Linked DNA regions of Mus musculus: region 2 is linked to region 1. A link is a contact called in public ChIA-PET data. All regions are on one chromosome and are shown on one strand. The core of a region is the stretch at or near the end of the contact, and the rest is flanking DNA. Distances in the headings are between cores, read along the strand shown. Region 1 holds the start of Stau1 (staufen double-stranded RNA binding protein 1). Region 2 has its middle 18 kb from the start of B4galt5.

Evidence for each region. ChIA-PET counts read pairs in DNA pulled down with a chosen protein or histone mark.
Region 2: an RNA polymerase II ChIA-PET map of memory CD8 T cells shows a contact between it and region 1, with 40 read pairs. The contact joins the enhancer-like site here to the promoter of Stau1 in region 1. A contact is called at or near these places in 6 of 39 promoter capture datasets (fetal liver, hippocampal neurons, liver and 2 more) and 2 of 115 datasets of contacts at active chromatin or transcription factors (memory CD8 T cells and pancreatic cancer cells).

What each region holds. Positions count from the first base shown.
Region 1 is chr2:166,994,972-166,997,611 of GRCm38.p6, forward strand. Stau1 (staufen double-stranded RNA binding protein 1) reads right to left here and starts at 1,328. Exons shown (of 12, transcript NM_001109906.2): 1 at 1,063-1,328.
Region 2 is chr2:167,366,193-167,368,832 of GRCm38.p6, forward strand. No RefSeq gene overlaps it. Among named protein-coding and RNA genes, the nearest start is that of B4galt5, 18 kb to the left of the region's middle. Within about 2 kb of position 1,334, at least 123 of the 459 cell types and tissues checked have an H3K27ac peak or open chromatin away from gene starts, as enhancers often do. A contact at or near this core is called in memory CD8 T cells and pre-B cells, where this site is marked.

The DNA.
Region 1 (2,640 bases), core at 78-2,577:
CAATGGGCAAAACGCAAAACGGAACAAAATAAAAGCTTCGCCCATAAGTAGGGAGGTGAGGCCAGAGCTTAAGAGAAACTGATAACTAGGGAGGGCCTCAGCTAAAGAAAGTTAAGAGCTACAGATGCGAACCAGGAAACCACGGTTTTCGAATCTTTGCATACTCCACCTCCAGAGCCTGACACACAAGAAGGCTCCAAAAAGGTCTGCTAAACCCAAGAGAAGCTTATGCCAGCAACTTTCTCATAAAAAGGAATGGCAATAAGGTTCTGGATGGTGGCAGGGAGACATGGGACAGGGTGCGGAGCCTAGGGGAGCCGGTGAAGTCCCTACAGCTGGTTTCACAGACATGATGATGGCTTTACATCCATACCCTGTCTGCTACAGTGTCCCCATTAAGCGCCCGCCCCTCTCTGGTGCCAAGCGAGCACAATGCTCAGGCACTGCCAGTGGGCACGCGGGATTCTTCTGCCTCGGAGAAAACCCTAGTGGAAAGGAAGGTCAACTTATGTTCCGTCTGCACCCTAAATTATACCTTCATATCATCTTAATAAATTATGCAAACGGCTTATTGGGACACGACGTGGGTCTGGCACACTGATAAGCACTTTACACGCCCCATTTCACTGCACAACTTCACAGCCTGAAGAGGCAGGGACCGGGTTGGGACAGGATTAATACTATTCCCCCTCCTTCTCCCCCTCATAACAGAGACACAAAGAATACGAAGTGACTGACGAAGGGGGCCGAGCCGGGAATTGGCACCTCATCCCGCGGCTCGGCACTGGCCGCGACACTGTGCATAGCACCGAAACCCGGGGGGCCTCCGGACCGACGCTGCCCCTGCCCGCCCGCGCCCCCCGCGTTAACTCCGGCACAGGGCCCACGAGCGGCGCGGAGGGCCCGCCTCCTCCGGGAAGGCCCCGCAGGCGGAGACGGGCCTGGGCCGCGGCTCGCGCGCCCGCAAGGCCTAGCCCACCCGCCGCCCACCTCCCGCTGACGCCGTGCCTGCGTGGGTCCTTCCGCGACCCGCTCCGACCCGGCCCGGACCGGCCGCCTTACCTGGCTGCTTCCCCAGAGCTCGTCCCGGGGCCGGCGGTCTTGGGCGGCGGCGAGGAGGTGAAGAAGCAAGTGAAGACGGCGAGGAAAAAGGGACCGACCAGAGGAGGGAAGAGGCGGAGTGGCGGAGGCGAAGGCGGGCGCCGCCAGGCCGGGGCTCAGAAGAAGGGGGAGCGCACACAGACGCGACGACAGCCAGCGCAAACGCTGAAGAGCGGCTCGGGGCCCGCAGCCTGGCAGGAAGTGACGGGGGAGGGGCCGCGCCCGCCCCCGGCCCCCGCCCGCCTCCATGCCGGCCCCACCCCCTACACACCGCGGCAGGAACCACAAGTCCCAGCGGGCGCCGCGTCCCGCATGCGCTCTCTAGGCACGCAAGGCCCACAAGGGCCGGGCACGGCTGCGCTGGGTCCGAGGCATGTTGGGAGTTGTAGTTTCCCAGGAGCTCGGTCTCGGCAGGGAATACAGGCCTCGCTTCCTTTCTTTTCTAGGCTTTCTGTTCCCTTCCTACAGTCACCCCTTTTTCCCTACGCTAACTTTTGTTAACCTGCTGCTGCGTGCAAGACCGAAAGCTGAGAATACAGTGAGAATGCACAAGTCCCTGCCCTTATGGAGTTTACTGGGGAAGTCAGAGTAAATGAAGTCTGAGCCGAAAACAGACAAGCACAAGTGCTGTCTGGTTCCTTTCCCGCAGCTCTAAACTGAGTGTGGTTCTGTGGACAAGAGGCTGGTGTGGGCTTGTTTAGTGTAGTCCTGGGGATTGAAGCAAACTTCTACCGCTCAGCTCCATCTTCACTAGTCTTATAGCTTGGGTTTTCTTGCCTTGGTGTTTTGAGTTCAGGCATCCACGGAGTCCAGTGCTGGCGTTGCCTGCCTGGTGTAGGAGTTTCAGGCAGTTGTGAGGTAGATCCTCTTCAAGTGTTCTTAACTGTTAGCCACCTATCTCTCCAGCCCTATAGCAACCCTTTTATGTAGCAACCCTTTTATGTAGCGGGGGAGACAGGTCTTTAGAATTAGATGGGGTCCTTACCGGAGGTTGTGGGAGCTGAGTCGCTGGCATCCTCTGGGCTTTTTTTTTTTTTAAGATTTATTTATTATTATTTGTAAGTACATTGTGAAGAGGGCATCAGATCTCATTATGGATGGTTGTGAGCCACCATGTGGTTGCTGGGAATTGAACTCAGGACCTTTAGAAGAGCAGTCAGTGCTCTTAACCGCTGAGCCATCTCTGTAGCCCCCCTCTGGGCTTATTTTAAGTGGTGCCTGTGGTTGATGCACCTAGGTAAACATCATAGCTAGATACCCAAGACTCCGGGTTCCATCCCTACCCCAAAAGGGGAAAAAAAAAAAAACCTAGCCAGTTGGTGGTGTCTGGAAACACAAACAAACAAACAAATAAATAAATAAAAATAGCATGCCTAACAGCCCAGTCTCCTTGCCAAGGCACTGTGGCTGACTTTGCATGAATTCATGATGACGTCTGCTGTAGCTAAAAAGACCCTCCTCTGACTTGCAGAGACACTGGGGGGCGCCTTTATCTGAATTAAGTCTTCTTAGTTTGCTTTTTGTAAAACCCAGTGACAC
Region 2 (2,640 bases), core at 84-2,583, 370 kb after region 1:
AATACTTACCGTGCCAGGCACAGCAGCAAGCTCACCATGCATACTCCCTCAGTCTACTCAGTGACCCTTGCAGTCATGTGCACAACACATTTCTGTGAGGAGGGTTTAATGCAGATGTGCTTTTTTAATTAATTTATTGATTTTGAGGCAGGGTCTCTCTCTCTGGTCTCACTGGGATTTGAGGCTCCCTGATTAGGCTGGTGAGCCCCAAGGATCGTCCTCTCTGTGCCTCTGCAGCGCTAGAATCAGGGGGTGTAATTAGTTCCGTCAGGCTTGTTTAAATCCCTTCCCAGGGGGGGAGAGTCAACACTGGCTTCTTCTCCTAAGGTCCTAGCAGCAAAGCGAGGCACAATGCCACCAAGTTCACCCTGGGACCAATGTGATTATTGGGGTTCCTTAAAGAGCTTAAGTGAGGGCTAGAGAGATGGCTCAGTTGTTGAGAGCACTGACTGCTCTTCCAGAGGTCCTGAGTTCAATTCCTAGCAATCACATGGTGGCTCATAACCATCTGTAATGGGATCTGAAGCCCTCTTCCGGTGTGTCTGAAGACAGCTACAGTGTATTCATATAAGTAAAATAAATAAATCCTTAAAAGAAAAAAAAAAAACACAATAGGCCACACCTAAACCCAGTGGGCCTAAGCTTTCATCTTCTGTGGCTATATACTCCAGCCCTTCAGAGAGGCCATGTGCAATTAGTCCAGAGCTGTCAGCAGGTAGCAGGGAGTGGCTGGGAACTTTAAGTGTGGCTGTCATGACCCTTCCTAAACTTCCATGAGAGGACACAAACTGCCAACCAGCCCAGATGGGACATCCTTTGCAAGCAGGCACAGCTGGGCTGTCTAAGATGTCTAAGATGGCCGTTGCTTGTCTGGGAAGACAGTCCCTGGGCCTCAGCCTCCTACCCTGATTGCTAAGACTTCAGTGTGCTGGCCCCCCCCCCCACTCCCACCCCCATCCCCACCCCCTCACCCCCGTGACTCCTCTTCAGCTTTATTCAGAATAAAATCCAAATCCTGGGCTTGGGGGTGTGGCTCAGCTGGTGGGGTACTTGCCTAGTGTGTCCCTGGCTCAAAAAAAAAAAAAAAAAAAAAGAAAGAAAGAAAGAAAGAAAGAAAGAAAAGAAAAGAAATAAAACTGAAAGAAAGTAAGAGAGAGAGAAAGACAAATAGAAGAAAGCAGGCTGGACAGGCCATGGCAATCAAGCCGGTGTTTATTACAGCAAAATCGGATGTCAGGAAATTGCATTCGCACGTTTCCCTCCAAACTCTCCCATAGTGCCCCATTGCCCTCAAGAGAGAACTCAGGCATCCTGCCTGGGTCTGCAGGAACCAACCAGGGCTTGCCATTCAATCCTCTGAGGTTTCGCTGCTGGGCATTATCAGCATAACCACACGCTGGTTTCCTTTAGGTCACTAAAGGAGTAGTGCTTACACACACACACACACACACACACACACACACACACACACACACACACACACACGCACATTCTCTCTCTCTCTCTCTCTCTCTCTCTCTCTCTCTCTCTCTCTCTCTCTCTCTCTCTCTCTCTGTGAAATATTTCCTCTAGAAACCTCCCTTCCTCGTCCACCTCTCACACCCACGCACTCACCCTACAGGTGCGCCCTGGCAGAAGTTTCTCTCCAAGAGGGGGTGGGGCCGAGGGATATGGTGGACTGACGACACAGGACTCCAAAGAAGACAGCAGTGTGAAGGCAGAGGGAAGAACCAGGTCCGACCACTTGAACTTCTCCACGTGGTGGGGGTAGCGGGGGTGGGGTGGGGGACGCACGTGGACCAGCCCGTCCGCTGTCTGATTGAAATCCTCTCCCATTTCCTGGGAGGCCGGTAGAGGCAGAAGAGGCCCACACAGCCTCTGTCAACCCCCCTCGCGATCGGCAGAGCCTTGATTTCTTCTGCTCCACGCGCCATCTTTACTTTTACAGCAGATGCTCAGACACAGCAGTTAAGACCCAGGGTTTCCTGGACCCTGTTGGCAACTTCGAGATTTCACCTGGAGAGGTTCTAACTGTTCTGACCTCTGATGAGGACTACAAAGCGGACATCTGAGCAAAGGGGCTCCAGGCTATAGTGAGTGCTCACTAAACACCAGAGGTTAGCCCAAAATGTCTGAGTGTAACTTGGTGTGCTTTAGCCTAGGCCACATACTGAGCATGGAATCTCTGCTGGCTGGTCATAGAAGTGCCTCGATCCTAGTCCTTGCAGAATCCTTCCTTTAACAGATTGGAAGAAGCTCTGTGGGTTTCCGGGGCACATGAAGAGATTCACAGGAACATTCAAGCCCCGGGGAGGGGAGGGCCGTTGAGTCTCTGAGCCAATGAGAGGTAGAGAAGTGGGGAGGCCCCAAGGTGATGCTACTCCTGGGCACAGCAAGTCAGCGTGAGATGCGGGCAGGAACTGGGACTTCCTCTCTCTGGCCGGCGTGTGTGTGTGTGTGTGTGTGTGTGTGTGTGTGTGTGTGTGTGTGTGTGTGTGTGTTTGACTTCCCTTTATCAAGAAATTAGCGGCTTGCTTGCCTAGCCTGTAGAAAGTTCCGGACTTGGTCCTAGCACCCCATAATGCGCTTGGTGGTGCATGTCTGTGATCCCAGCACCCAGGAAGTGTTAGGCAGGAGGAT